Regions from separate parts of the Gossypium hirsutum genome. Here region 2 is linked to region 1. Evidence: chromatin contacts called from public Hi-C data. All regions are on one chromosome and are shown on one strand. Each heading gives the region's core, a stretch centred on a gene start, on an enhancer-like site or on the middle of the called end of the contact. The rest is flanking DNA. Distances are from core to core; before and after follow the strand shown. Region 1 holds the start of LOC107892037 (protein SAR DEFICIENT 1). Region 2 holds the start of LOC107891983 (PR5-like receptor kinase).

Region 1 (7,788 bases), core at 3,391-5,890:
TTTTATTAAATATAATTAAAATATATTAACTTATCAAATCAAATATTATAATAGAAAAATTGTAAATTATAATTAAAATATGTTTAAGATATTAAACAAGCAATAAAGTTTTACTTTATGTAATTAATGGAAAGTAACATTATTTAAAGCAATAACTAATTAACATAATTAGCTATAATATTAATTAAGTGATAATTAAGATGGTTAGAATACTATTCAAGTAATAACTCTATTTTAAATCCATAAAATTAGCATAAAATTTTCAAAATAAAATTAGCACAACTTTTTTTTCACATAATTTTTTAATTAATAATTGTAATTCAAATTATAATGCTATTTCAAAATTAGCCTAATTTTTTTAACAAATAGTTGTAAATTAAATTATAATTATTTTTAGATGTGTAATTATCACGACTTATATTAAAATATAAATGTTTTCAAATGTATCATTATTACAACTTCTAGTTTACTTCAACTTTTTACTTTTAAATGTGATTTTAGTAATATGATAAAAAGTAAAGGATATCCTCGTTAATTCAAAAGTTTTTCTAAACCCATGCTTTTATATATATTACATCAAATTCTTATGTATTTATATATTTTTAAATTGATATATATCATTTTCTATATTTTTAAAAGAAATTAGTTTTTGTAATTTTCATATAGAATTAAGGCCAAATTAATAGAAATTATAAAATTTAAAGAATAAATTTATTATTATACCAATTAAAAATGTGTTATATTATTGTTCTTCTTGCCACTTAATGGTTGAGTGATCAAAAAACAATCTCAAATGCATAATGACCAAATTGTAAACTTTTAAGTTGAAAAACTAAAGAAAAAAGAAGAAGCATAATTGGGTGAATGCTGTATAGTTTATCTTATATTTTTTTAGGTTTGAGACTTTTTGGTGTTTGATATTTCAACCAACTAATTAGGCAATGCTCTATCAACCTAATTTTTTTTAATCTACAAAACTCAAATTCAAAACTCGAATTTTTTATCACCAAACTCAATTAAAACATTAACCGAGTCTTCGATTGGCTGAAATTGGATTTAAAACATAGACACATTCAGGTCTACAAAAATATATATAGAGACACAAATGGGCTTGTTGATCCTGATTGGCAAGCAGCCTACAAGTTTAGGTAAGAGCCTTAAAAATAAGGAAATATAAACTTGGGGCAGCACGATCTGTATCAAACAAAGGCCCAGCAAAAAAGAAAAAGACATTGAGAAACTTGGAAAAGCTTCAAGGACATTTTCACTATGCCTATTCGGCTCTAAACACCCCCTTGTGATTATTTATTCACAAAATACTAGGAGGGGAAGGCAAATTAGAGTTGGGGTAAATCCTTAAATAGTCGCCCCTTGATCATCTCATTGATGGACTTCTTTAATTCACTACTTCACCATTAACCTCCCGAGATAAAGGATTTTGGAGACGTCAAATCATCATCCGAATTCGACTCCAACAGGTTCAACCGAATCCCATTTTCATTCGGGGTATTGAAATAATTTTGGCTTATTTGCCAACGACTACAATCGGCTTGCATTTCATTTGGGAGATATCCATCAAACGAATCATGAGTCAAGTACGCATTTTGTTGAAATGATCTCATCGTGGCATTTTGTTGATTACGATATTGATCCAACATGTCTTCACCTGTACAAATTTTTTAGGTAAAATATTACTACTATGCCAAAAAATGGGTCTCTTATACGTTAGTTGTTAGAAAAGGAATTACCTTGTGTGAGCAAGCCAATCTCATTAGAAATCCCTTCTATTTCTTCCAAGGAAGACCAATTTACATAAGCTTGTCTGACCAAATCTTCAACATATGACTGAAATTGCAATTGCCATGCACAAAAAAAAAATCATTATTAGACACTTGCAACAATATATATATATTTGAACTTAGAATAAAACTTACTCTGTTGATACTACTTAGGGTTTGTATAGGATATGTAGTCCCATTAATCTCTGCTTTCACAAGTTGACAAATGGGGTTTAAGAAGATTCTGTAATTAGTGCCTTGAAAAACATAGTATTTATTGCCCATAACACAAGTTTTGGCATGCTTGATTGTGACGTCCCAAGTTTTCTCAGACATTCCAGGCCCTAAAATCTGTTCAACATCATTGAAAGAAACCAGTTAACATTTAATGATTTTTATTTTTAGATGGATGGATCCAATTCAAACAAGATTCACCGTATCAAATGTAAATTGTTACCTTTCTAATCTTGGGTGGGTCAACTACCGACATTTTCAAGAAATCTTGGACAGTGTTAACCCCCTCAAACGCTAGCTTTTTATGGAATGCTCCATCCTTACCAATCTTTTCTAGCCGCCAAACTTCATCTCCCAACATTGGTGGGTGATGTTTCTTGTACACTTCAATTAACATTGAATTCATGTTAGATTATTACAAGTAAATGTAAAATAATAACAACAAAATATTTTATATTCGAGGTAAAAGAATTATGGAGGCTCTTATATTATAAGAGTTAGATAGTATTTTTGTCTCATTTGCTAAAAAATGAGTATATTACATCAAAAAGTAAATTGATTATTTTGTTAATAATTTATGTCTATTTTTATTGTTAAAAATTGATCCATACATGTTAACATGAAGGTACACATGACACATCACATATAATTATATATTCGGTTATCCTGTCAATTATGCTGGTTTTAAACAATAAAAATAGAAAGAAAATTTTTAATCTTTAATCGAGTTTACAAAATTAATTATCTCTTTTTTAAATAAAAAACAAAATATAATTTAATTTCTAGGAGCGTTATTCCTTTTACCAAACTTAAAAAAGCAAAGGTAGTGCAGCCCTTTTTGACTGAAAATGATTTGTGTGGTTCTAAATCACGAACAGGAAATACCCTTGTCCAAATGGATTAATACCCAAAAAAAAAAAAGTGAATTATTTTGCAATAATATATAGCTTGTTTTTTTTTTTTTTAAATTCTATTAAATTGACAAAGCCGGCCAGATAAAGGCATAAGTTCCCAAATCCTAAATAGATGTTTTAAAAATGAGAAAAGTATTTAGAAATATGAATTAATATTTATAATTAATTAAGTTGGCAATTATTTTCTTTTTTATTCAAAAAAAAAAAAACAGTTGGCCTAACAGTGTAGTTTGGTTAAGGCAAGGATTGACTAGTTCAATATTTTGAAGCTATATAGATTTGATATATTATATAACCAAATCTATTAAAGAAAGAGAGTATATCAAGAAATTGATAATATATTATAGTTGATGTTAATGTTAGCTAAGGTCAGATGCAAAATACAAGAGGTAGTAACCCAAGGAGGGAAATGATTCAATATGGCTTGTTGATAAATAAAAATTAATCAAGATATTAAGCTACTTGACTTTAAAAAATTAGCATCATTAAGAAGGATACTTACATTCGCCACGATGGTCTTTAACAACAAAAGCTTCAGTCATGGCTTCACGAATGCGAACACCTTGGAAACTCTCTTGTGCAACTTTTGCCCCGATTCGGAATTTCCGACTCCGAATCCAGCTCGAGTTGTCCGTAAATTCGATATCTCCGATCGAAGCTACCCCGTCTCTCACTGTGACAGATAACTCTCCGGTGAGCAAGGGTCGTTTCCCAGTCCTCTCCCGCACGATGTTTCTGTCGAATTCTTCACTAGTAAAGTTGTCACGGTCCCCCGACGGAAAGTCGCCGTCCAGAACCACGATATCGACCTTAATAGGGTTCGGGAGAAGCACCGGAGCCCTTTGGTCACCCTTTGTATCCACCAAAGCGACTTGAAGTTGGTTGCTTTCTTCATCCACGATCTTGCTTCCGGTAAAGATAGGCAAGGAAAGGGCTTTAGGGAAAATCAGTCTAAGGGTTGATGGTTCGGGTTCCGCCGCTTGGATTCGTAGCGACGGAGACCGGGTGAAGGATCGGAGCCGGTCTCCAATACTGCGCTCCACTTCCTCATTCACCTGAAAAATCCGTACCGGTAAGGGTAGTTTAATTTTATGAGGAAATGTTTATGCATGAAAGTGAAATTTTAGAGAGTACAATGGATGGAGATATGGTTATTAAAAGAAACCATACCACTTTTCTAAGGACAGGTTCCAAGGCAGTATACAAGTAATTCACCATAACCGCTTGCCCAATCACTCTGTTAAAAAGCAGAAGGAAATTAGCTTTGATGAAACAAGAGGTGTGTACATTAATGGCAAAAGCTTGAGCATAGAAAATAAACAACAAAAGTAGTAATAAAAACAAATAGAGCATTTATTGAAGGTTTGAAAACATTACGAAGCAAAAGAAGGTTTAGGTCTCATCCGTTTCTCCTTTGGCTCATCTGTGTCGGAACAAGATTCATTAAGAAGCCGTTTGCCCGCCATTTCCAAAGATTCAAGGACCAAAACACACACACACACACAAAAAAAACCCCTAACAGATCATAACTGAAGAAAAAGATAGGGATTTTGAGAATATGTCATGGTCTTAAAACGATGTTGTAAGGGGGGAGTTTAAATACATGTCAATAATAATAAAAAGAAGGTTCTTGGAATGTTGGTGGAAACAACTGAGTAACAGCCACGGAGCAACCAAGGTATTTGTCTCATGTTATGAATGACTTTTGGACATCTAAACTCTGCTTTTAAGTCAACTATTTCTATTTATTATTACATTGATATATAAAAAAGAGTTAAAACGACATCTCCAATCCTTAGATATTGATCCAACGGTTAATACAAGTAGAACTTGGATTATGTTGATAAAAAGAGAAAAAAGCAAAAGTTTGTGACAAATGAATAGAGATATATAAAATAATATTATTATGTTTAGACTACTTTTAAGAGGGAAAAAAGTTTGGGAAAAGATCACATAGTCCACAAATGCCTCATTTCTTAGAAGTGTCTGCTTTTGTGTAGGCCCTTGCCATAGTCATCAACTCTTTTCTTCTCTTTTTTGATAATTCAAAGGTTTTCTTTTTTGCATTATTTTAGTCATTATATTTGTGTCATTCTTCAAGTAAAACTGTCCTGCTTGCAATTAGATTATAGTTTTATAATCATCCTTTTTTGCTTGGGATTACGGTACATTTCTACGTGACCGGGCCGAGTTCCGGCTTTAAAAAATTTTCAAGTACATGTTCATTGTTGGGTAGACGTGGCATGTATCAATCAACCACATAGATTGTCCGACGAACTAAGCCATTATTAATGGATTTAAACCATTCAACTTAACTTAAAAATTTGGGAAAAATAATTATGAAGATTTTCCTTAGCATAAAAATCTCTTTTTTTTTTTCAGTAGATAACGCATCTTTAGAGAAAATAATAGAAATTATAAAAGAAAAGTATATTTTCAACTACTACTTAATTATGACGTTTATATTCAAATCATAAAATTTATGATTAGTAATTCAAGAGGGTTCAACGTACACTTTCAAAGAAGGAACAATTCTCTTTTAAGATAAAACGATACAGATGACGTAGTTAATTGTAAAGGTTAATTACAAAACATATGTATACATTGTCTGTCACATAGCCATGCATGATACAAAAATAGGCAAATGGCTCACTCGCAGACGCAGCTCTAGCATAGTCCCCTTCTACTGATCTTCTTCTAAAACAAAATGCCTGAGAAAGAAAAGTAATGAAGTAAGTTCATTTGAACTTAGTAAGTTCCAAATAGCTACAAAACGAATACAAGAACACTGATAATCCACAAGCAATAGTACTCATGAGAATTATAAATAATTTCGTAAGACTTAGTCTTACAAACACAATATGTCCATTCATCAGCCGTAATTTCTGATGGCAACACTTCACCAATTTAAACCTAACACCCATAGTACCTAGGCGGACACATACCACCAATTTATACTTACCTCTCACAATCATGTTAGTTTACCTGTGACTCATCCTTGTGCCAACCTCGGACCTACATTTCAAAATCAAAATCTCATATCCATCGTTTTCATATTCGTATTCACCATAATGCCATTGTTAAATTGAACATGTGTTCTCCCGAAAGGTCGAGTCATGATCTTCCAGTTCGGTTTGTAATATAGTTGTAATGCCCTCCACCTGACCTGAGCCATCGGATCCGAGTAGTGGGTGTTACTTCCTAAGTCGGACATGATCTAGAATTTTCCTACTTGCCTAAGTACTAGACGATCGATGTCTTAATAAAATTTTCTAACTTTTCTTTATAGCTGAATTACCTCATGTATTATTACCTTATAAATTTTTGTACAGTGTAATGTTTACGTTTACAATCATGAATAAAATCTATTGTTCTCGCCTTATATCAGCCTACAATTATACTCTGCCAAGACTTAAATTCGCTTTAAGGATTTTCTTACACTTATACATTATGGCTAATAACATTCATAAGGTTTTCTCAGCCTTTCCATCAGTGTAGACTGCATTTCTGTCACAATCTTTCCTTTAGTCTTCTTTGTATGCATATCAACACGTATCGCCGCTTCAATGGCGTAAGTTCATAAGAACTTAGTGAGGCGTCATCATATATACATTCATCAATATATACATATAATAAGCATACAACATCACGCCATTCATTCATACACATTATTATGATATATCATATCACACTTAATAGAACCAGACAAGCACTCATCAAATTCAGCGCAGCACAAGTATTAGGCTTTTACTTACCTGATACTCTTTCATATTCAATAATCATTCTTACCTTAGTTGGCGTCATTCAACTTACTTACAGGTTTGTTCAAATAATTCACTCTTTCCTTCAGAGTCCGCTATCTTGGCGTTGCCATTACATCTTTGTCCCGAGATCATACCACAGATTGCGCCACTAAGGCGTACACTTCACTTCAGATATCTTTCCTTATCTATGGAAATTGCAGACATGTACTCGATCAACAAATAGCCACAATGGCATCTATGCATCAGATAGCTATTAAAACACCCACCTGCATTCAAACAACCTTCACCACAAAAGCGCACATGTAACAGGAACAACTATTAAGACACCCACCTGCATTCAAACAATCTTCGCTAGAAGGGCTCGCATATCTGAGATTCAGCAACAAAGGCTCACATATCATAAGTTCCCATCACTAGGGCTCGCATATGATAGATCAGCCACCAAGGCTCACATATACCAAGTTAAGCCACAAAGGCTTACATATCAGCTAATAACCATAAAGGCTCACAGAACAACTACAAAGGCTTCCACATATCAGTAACTTAGTGTTTTTGACTATAGAGATTCACCTACACTCATCTTCATGAGGTTTTCCCTTTATTGCCTGATTCTCACCAACCATCCACCACATGACATACTCAAATGTGGTCTTTATTTTCCATATGATGCCATAGAAATATGGCTAAGCCTTACACTATATGGAATTCAAATACTCCATATGATGCCATAGTCCCAGACTAGGTCTTACATGATATGGTCTTCACATGCACCATAAGATGCCATAATCCCAGATTAGGTTTTACACGATATGGTCTTCATTTTCTATGGCCATAGTATTTCACATATCATAATTCATGTTTATTGTCCCGACAGACTCGCACACGCAAGCGGACTCGATATGCAGACTTATGCATGACTGACTCTTTACACAGACTTAGACATGCAGATGCATTTTCTCTTTTATTCATGTGACACACTTCTTTTACACTCATGCATGAATCTTCATGGATAGACTCGTAACAAACACATGACTATATGCATGTACCTAGATCTCATGACAAAAGTACTATACAAATGACATACTCAAGCTCGCCAAA
Region 2 (7,788 bases), core at 3,313-5,812, 280 kb before region 1:
CGTATCACCTACCCTGTTGCTTTTCATTTTTTCTGTATAAGTAGAAAGGAATTGACATAGGTTATTGTCCCAAAGATGAATTCACTGATGTGGTAACTTTCTATCTGTCTCTATGATTATTTCTATGTTCTAAAGCCAGGTGCTTAGGGTTGCTGGATTAGCTGATTTTCTGCAGTATAATGATGAAAACAGCAGTTAAAGTATATGTATTCCTCCAACCATTATCATATGAATGCTTTTTATAACAGACCAATTGTTGACACTTAAAACCTGGTGTTAGAATCTTGGTTGGATGGTTATGTTGTCCATACAGTAGTCATTTTGATTAATGCTTTGGTGGAGTCAATTGGAAACAGAGTTGAATCAGCAACCATGCCTTGTTTCTAAATTAGTTCCATTTCATGGATGCTAATGCTCTATTTGAGATTTCTTCTGCATTGAGAAATGATGAGGTTTGATATCAATCTGAGCTCTAGAAAGTAGAATGAATTCATGTTGGGGAAATCCCAAGTGTAACTCCAAGGGTCCATGTTGTGTGTACTGGCCTTTTATTCATTGAAGTTCAATGGAGAAATCGAAATTTTAAGAGATTGCATATCATTTCTCAACTTTCATGGGTTGCATCCCACGTTACGAGCTATCTATTTGAAGACTTTATTAGTTTAACCAAGCTCAGGCCAAGACTAAATATGTGTCCTCTTTAAGTAATTAATAGTAGTTACTCCGAGAGAATGAACAGGTACAAAACTGTTGTCTATCTTAAATTAATAGCACGAATGCAGAGCAAATGAGAGCTACTTGCTAAGGGAAGTTCTCAATTAGTTGCAAAGCATAAGTTGATCAATATGGTCCATCCAATCAGTTGGGCATACTTGGGGACAGACATTGTTGTCCTCAGTTTGAGTAGCAGAGTAATGAGTCGAGCTGAATTTGAATGTATTGTATTTGCTTTGGTAAAATCAAGAACCGAACCAAGTTCAAAATTTTCAGAATACATATATATATATACCATTCTTGTTTGCTTCATTAGCTATATATAATTGAACTCATGTTTACTCAGCAATAACTGCTAGCTCTATATTAACAGGTTTTTTATATTTGAAAGCACTCATCTTCATATGATCTGCGGATGCAAAAGGATTTGGTGGCTTAGTGAGACTGTCTGCTTCACCTTCCAACATTTGAATCACAACTTTCATTGAAGGACGATCTACTGGATACCATTGAATGCACCAAAGTCCAACAATCGTAAGTTTTCTTTCAATCTCAGAATGGCTTTCGTTTTCAATTCTTATTCCTGTCTCTTCTCCGTTGTCCAAATGATTATACGCCCATTCTGGGAAGTACACCTGGCTTGTGTTCTCCACTGTGACATCGATGTTTTTTCTCCCTCCAACCATTTCAAGTAGTAGCATTCCGAAACTATAAACATCTGATTTATATGAAACGTTCCCAAAGTTCCTAGATAAGACCTCGGGTGCTATATAGCCCATGGTTCCTCTGGCTGCTGTCATAGAAACTGCACTTTGATCCTTGGAACACAACTTAGCTAGACCAAAGTCAGATATCTTAGGATTGAAGTTCTGGTCTAACAAAATATTGTGAGGTTTGATGTCGAAATGTAGGATCCGTTGCTCGCAACCTTGATGTAGGTATTCAATCCCTTTGGCTATACCTAAGGCAATATCTTGAAGCTTATTCCAACCAAGGACATGATTCTCACCCTTGGCTGCAAATATGAACTTCTCTAATGACTCATTCGGCAAGTACTCATAAACAAGTGCTCTTTTATATCCATCAGCACAAAATCCGACTAAGCGAGTCACGTTGACATGGTGGATTCTGCTCATGGAACCCACTTCGTTGATGAACTCTTCCCCATTGCCATTGGAGTCATTGAGGATCTTAACAGCTACCAAAACATCATTAGAAAGCCTTCCTTTGAACACGGTTCCATAACCACCCTGCCCGAGTTTGTCCTTGAATTCATTTGTTATCCTCTTAATATCAGCAAAAGAGTATCTTGAGGGCTTAAAAGCTTTATAATCTTCCAAAAACTTTTCAATCTTGCTTTGACTCTCTTTCTTTTTCTTGTCCTGATGGCATACATAGTATAGTCCAATGACAGTCAGTAGAATAAGAAACGAAGCTAGGATTGCACCTGCAGATAAAATATGCTCCAACTTAGTACGTTTCCTCTGATAGCAACTTAAATAGAGGAGAACTGCAATGAAGTTGACAACTCACACAAGCCTTGTGTAAAATCGTATGCAATAACAGAGAGAAACATTGCATACCTGTAATAATTAGCTTTACCTTTGTAGGAAGCCCTGTAAAATAATGGAAGGAAATGTATCAGCTTTCTGTGTTCCTAAATATAATTTTAACCATGACCAAGCGTGTAAAGGCATGCAAGTTAGTGTTACTATGGTATCAGGGGATGAGGAAGAAAACAGGAGTTATATATAGTGAGATTGGTAGGGAACAATAAAATTATGAGTTTTTAACATTCTAATCATAAATCAAGAGCAGGATGATCTTAGCACAAGAGATAGGACCAAATAATTTAATACTCGGAGTGTGTTAGAATTCATATAATATGAGTAATTAAGGTGTCAGTTTATGTAAACATAAAATATAATTATGATACAAAAAGAAATATAAATACACAAATAAAGCATAGTGAAGCTGTAAATTAACTGCTGCGTTTTAGAAGTTCCTGTGTTTAATTCCTGGAAAAGCTTTTTAAATTTATTATGACCTATTTAACTTTCTTGATTTAATAAGAGAGTGAAGTATAGCCAAAATTCTTGTAAAATCAATTAAGGTTTCTTCAGTAAACAATGAACTCCACTTTTAACTCACCCAGCCTGGACTCTTAAACGTGTCAAATTATTGGTTTAAGTTCATAAACTAGTATATAGTATAAGGTTAACTATCACTAAATATGTAATTATACGTATAGTAGGTTGCAAATAAACCAAAAACCAAATGTAACTTATTGTTCAGAATAAAATGTAATTGTACTCGCAAATTATTCTCATTGAAGGAGTAACTAGTTGGTTTACAAATTTGTAGCTTTTCATTCACTACTGGTTTTAGTTTTTAAACTTGTAAAAGTAAATAATTGAAAACATAAGTAAGTTGGTAAACTAATTATAACATGCGTAAGTGTAAAGCAGCCAAGAAACAAACAAGACAGTTGAAGTAGAAGGGCATGTACCTGTTTGGGTGCTGGGTTTGGGGGTGTCATAACACTCTGTTTGAGGTGGTGTACTAACATTCTTCAGTCTACAACTTCTTCCTTGTGCTTCACATTCAAGGCACAAGGGTTTGGACCATTGTAAGCGAATACCAAATTCAAAATATCGAGGAACTGCTGAGATGTCAACAAATTTGGTGCAATTGACGAGGTTAAAGTTGTTGCGAGTATCGGAAGGTAAAGCTATAATTGGACAGGCATCGACTCCATAGCTATCTTTGTCTGACTTTTCTGAACAATTGAACAAGGTAATGTTTTGTAGTTGTTCGAAGAATATGAACGGGGATGCTGATAAATTGAGAGAAGGAAGCTGCTGATAGAGGCAAGTCTCACCATCCGGACCAGATACGTCAATTGTCTGTTTTTCGTAATCTATATACTGGACCGCCATCTTCACTGACCGTGGCAGGTGGAGCATGGTCTGTTTATTTTGGGAGCAGGAGAGTTGGAAGCCAGGATCAGGGTAGCCACAGCGCTGGTCTTTTAACCAGAAGGGAAATCGGACAGGTGGGCCGTAGCGTTTGCAGTTTGTGACCTTGCATTTTTCAGAATCTAGTGCTGCTACACCACCTTCATCCACCATCAACATGAAGGCAACAAGGAGAAGGAACATCATCCCTGTTAACTTGGGGTAGGATAAGCTTAGAAAAGCAAAGAGATGTGGTTTGTGGTTTTAGCATTTATTATTGCATGCAGATATCTAAGAAAATTCCAAGCTGCCTGCTTGCCTACCTTTGGATTGGACTGTTTCAAACTGCATACGCGTAAAAAGTAATATATGCCTCAGATCCAGTAAAAAATAATATATGCCTCAGATCCAGTTCAGTTCAATTAATCAAACTACAAAGCACTATAGATGAAAAACCTACAAAGCCAAAAAGAATGGATAAAATTCACTCAGCTGATCAACTCTGAAATGGAAAGGGTATAAGACAGGTGAAATTAGTAGATATCCAAAAAAGCAAAAAGCAAAATGAGGAATGTGGAAGTCAGAGTCAACCAATTTAATTTCAGGTATTAATTGAAGGAAAGAAATTAAACCAAAGACTTGATGCGGTTGGCATGACTGGGCTTTTGTAGTCCTAGTGCTTGGAAAATTCCAAGCTCTCTTGGCCTGATATATTGACTTATATGAACTGCAAACGCGTACACGTACAGCTATACGCTCCCATTGCAATCAAACAAAGCGACCAACATCTTCACTAAACTGTAAACTTCTTTTGGGCAAGTGATTGGGAGGATTTACGTTTATCATCTTCTCGTCATTCTTCTTCTTCTTTTGGCTTATTAAATTCTAACATGTTAACAAAAGTTGCAGCAACATTAGGCTTGCTTTCCCTTGCTGCTTTCTCATTTTTTGAAGCTGTTAATGGTGCAAGACGACTCACAAGTGTAGGCTGTAACCCCTCTTCCTGCGGAAATTTAACCAACATCAGGTTCCCTTTCAGATTAAAAGCCGACCCTCCCCAGTGTGGCCATCCTTCCTATGAACTGATTTGCCAAAATAACCGCACCTTTTTGAGCAACAATTTGGGTTTCTACGTTGCAGGCATCTTTTATGATGGCTCTGGAACAATTCGATTGGTGGATCAGAGTCTGGACGCTAAACAATGCTCCATTCTTCCTAAATCCCCTGTATGCCGAGAAGTTACTGATTTTATCTATTTTGTGAGTTGCCGAGCACCCATGGCCTCTTCTCTCTACGTCGACGCCGCTCCTTGCGCGAACGCCTCCTCTCCCTACCCTTACTTTTATGCTTTATTTAGCGCCGACTCGCTGAACGCCACTGGTTTTGATGAGTCTTGCACCGTGGAAATCCAGGTGCCGAGACCCGTTCGGTTGCAGTCTTCTAACATCAGCGCTCTGCGTCGTCTATCTATTTTCGATATTCACCGGGAGCTTCTCATGGGTTATGACGTGCCATGGGCATGCGCATACACGCCCCGTTCCAGCAACAACATCACACTTGCCAAAATGTAACACTTCACAACAATCAATCAATTTTATGTTGCCAATGTTGTTGAGGGGAGTCTTTGAAGTGTCCACCATACTTCAATAATTGCTCCTAAAGAAATCGAATTTCTCAACAATGATAAATTTCCTTTTTTACTTTATGGAAAAACGAACATTTTATTTATTGAATTAGTCTTTGAAATGTAGATTATGGCGGTTGAAGTTCATCCTCTACAATTACTTCAATAGCTTTCGAATATTTTTTGCCCACGCCTTTCCATCGCAGGACACTTATATTTATTATTACACTTCAAGTATGCTGCTTTTCAGCCTTCCATTAATTTAGTTTGTTGGAATTCCCTTATTTCTTGCTTTAGAATTACTAATCTTCACTCATTTTCACTTGACAGGGACTCAGGTTGTCTTCCTTATTCTAACAGGTGAGAATCAATTTTACCAACACTTTTTTTTTTTTCTAATTATGCGACCATTAATATAATCAATCATTGGTTTTCATTATATAATTATAACTTGTGGATAAAATACATAATTTTTATTTCTTTAATTTCAATTTCTTTCATGGACCTGACATACAATTTTTTTCTATCATCTATAATAACTTAAAAAGTCATTAATTGAGTTTTTAAAGTCAGTGTGGAATCAACATTACTCTAATTCAGATAAAACAAGAATTTTTTGCCTTTATGCTTTTTATGTTGATGCCTTTGTATTACTGATTTTCTTGTACAGGAGTTGCTATTGCTATTAGAACTTTAATCGGGGTTTCAAGCTTGATTATAGTTGTAGTATTTAAGTTTCGCAGAAGACACTTGTGTGTGGATGATACAATTGAAGAATTTCTTCGAATGCAAAACAAGTTAATGCCCATACGGTATTCTTATTCAGACATAAAGAGAATGACAGAATCTTTTAAAGATAAATTAGGGCAGGGTGGTTTTGGATCTGTATTCAAAGGAAAGCTTCGAAGCGGTCATCTTGTTGCAATAAAGTTGTTAGAATTGTCAAAATCTCAAGGTAAAGATTTTATCAATGAAGTTGCTACCATTGGAAGGATTCATCATGTTAATGTGGTACGACTTGTTGGTTTTTGTGTAGAAGGATCGAAACAAGCTCTTGTTTATGATTTTATGCCAAATAGTTCTTTAGATAAGGTCATATTTTCAAAAGAAAAGGACATCAGTTTGAGTTGGGAAAAAGTATTTGAGATTGCGATCGGAGTGGCTCAAGGAATAGAATACTTGCACCAGGGATGTGATATGCAGATTTTACATTTTGATATCAAACCACATAACATTCTTCTAGATGAAAACTTCACCCCAAAAGTCTCAGATTTTGGTCTTGCAAAATTGCATGCTATAGATAACAGTATAGTGTCTCTCACTGCAGCACGAGGTACTCTCGGATATATTGCTCCAGAATTGTTTTACAAGAACATTGGGAATATCACACATAAGGCTGATGTTTACAGTTTCGGAATGTTGTTAATGGAAATGGCAGGAAGGAGAAGGAATTTGAATGCACAAGCCAGACAATCTAGTGAAATATATTTTCCTTCTTGGATTTATGACCGATTTGATAGAGGGGAGGATTTAGAAGTCGAAGATGCCACTGAGAGCCAAAAGAAAACTGTAAGGAAAATGATCATAGTTGCTTTCTGGTGTATACAAATAAAGCCTGCAGATCGTCCTTCGATGAGTGAGGTTTTGGAAATGCTTGGAGGCGATGTTGAGCTCCTTGAAATACCTCCAAAGCCATTTCTATTATCTATGGAAAGATCATCTGAGGACTTTGAAGATGAGCTCACCACATCAGCCGATGATGCTACTACTATCATGAGCATGGAAGGGGCAGAGTATAATATTCATAGCTCAAATGACTGACTGACTGAGTTAGAGTAAGAATTTCCCTTCTTTCTCTTTGCTATCCTTTTTTTGTTTGCACTTATCACTTGATCTTTAGCCTGTTAATAAGGTTCAAATTCTGAAACTTCCATAAATTTGGTTTATGAAATCCCTATATAGAATAATCATGTTTTTATCTTTTAAGAGCTTACAAGTAGAATACTAATAGCAAATAATGCAGTTATGATCAACTAGAACCAGAGTAAATTCAATAGAAAGCGCAACAAAGTGAAAATTGGAATATTTTCAGATAAGGTGTACATGTAGTAGGACATAAAAACTAGAATAATTTTGAGAGAGAACTCACATATAACATATAGTGAGATTGGAATCTCTCAAGGCTTTAGCTTTTATTAACACTTTCAAAGCTATTGCATGAAACCAAACTTTACACTGTCAAATCCTTACATATGTATATAGAATATATACTCCTTATTCTCTCAACTTGTTTCTTCTGTGGATATTCAGGGATCTGGCACTTCGATCAGATGGTTCTCCATGAAGGAAAGGAAGCTATTGCATGAAACCAAACTTTGCTCTGTTCCATATAAGAGATTGCTGTACAAGGTCTTCTGTCAATCTTTCCTTGTGTTTTGTTAGACATGTTGGTTGTAAGTTGTATAAATAGTGCAAAAACAATGTTGATGACAA

The links. A called contact is a pair of places that touch in the nucleus more often than the background predicts.
Region 2: a contact with region 1 is called in a Hi-C map of leaf, with 2.1 times the contacts expected there. The contact joins the promoter of LOC107891983 here to the promoter of LOC107892037 in region 1. A contact is called at or near these places in 3 of 34 Hi-C or Micro-C datasets (callus and leaf).

The regions. Positions count from the first base shown.
Region 1 is chrD09:25,601,712-25,609,499 of Gossypium_hirsutum_v2.1, reverse strand. It overlaps LOC107892037 (protein SAR DEFICIENT 1), which reads right to left and starts at 4,640. Exons shown (of 7, transcript XM_016817005.2): 1 at 4,304-4,640; 2 at 4,097-4,163; 3 at 3,429-3,981; 4 at 2,236-2,396; 5 at 1,935-2,129; 6 at 1,749-1,845; 7 at 1,017-1,666. The coding sequence starts at 4,392. The coding sequence ends at 1,416.
Region 2 is chrD09:25,878,061-25,885,848 of Gossypium_hirsutum_v2.1, reverse strand. LOC107891983 (PR5-like receptor kinase) reads left to right here and starts at 4,562. Exons shown (of 5, transcript XM_016816931.2): 1 at 4,562-5,238; 2 at 5,423-5,529; 3 at 5,626-5,655; 4 at 5,966-7,130; 5 at 7,606-7,788. The coding sequence starts at 4,562. The coding sequence ends at 7,116. LOC107891984 (rust resistance kinase Lr10) reads right to left here and starts at 4,123. Exons shown (of 5, transcript XM_016816935.2): 1 at 3,995-4,123; 2 at 3,596-3,880; 3 at 3,224-3,493; 4 at 2,298-2,330; 5 at 920-2,161. The coding sequence starts at 4,022. The coding sequence ends at 1,053.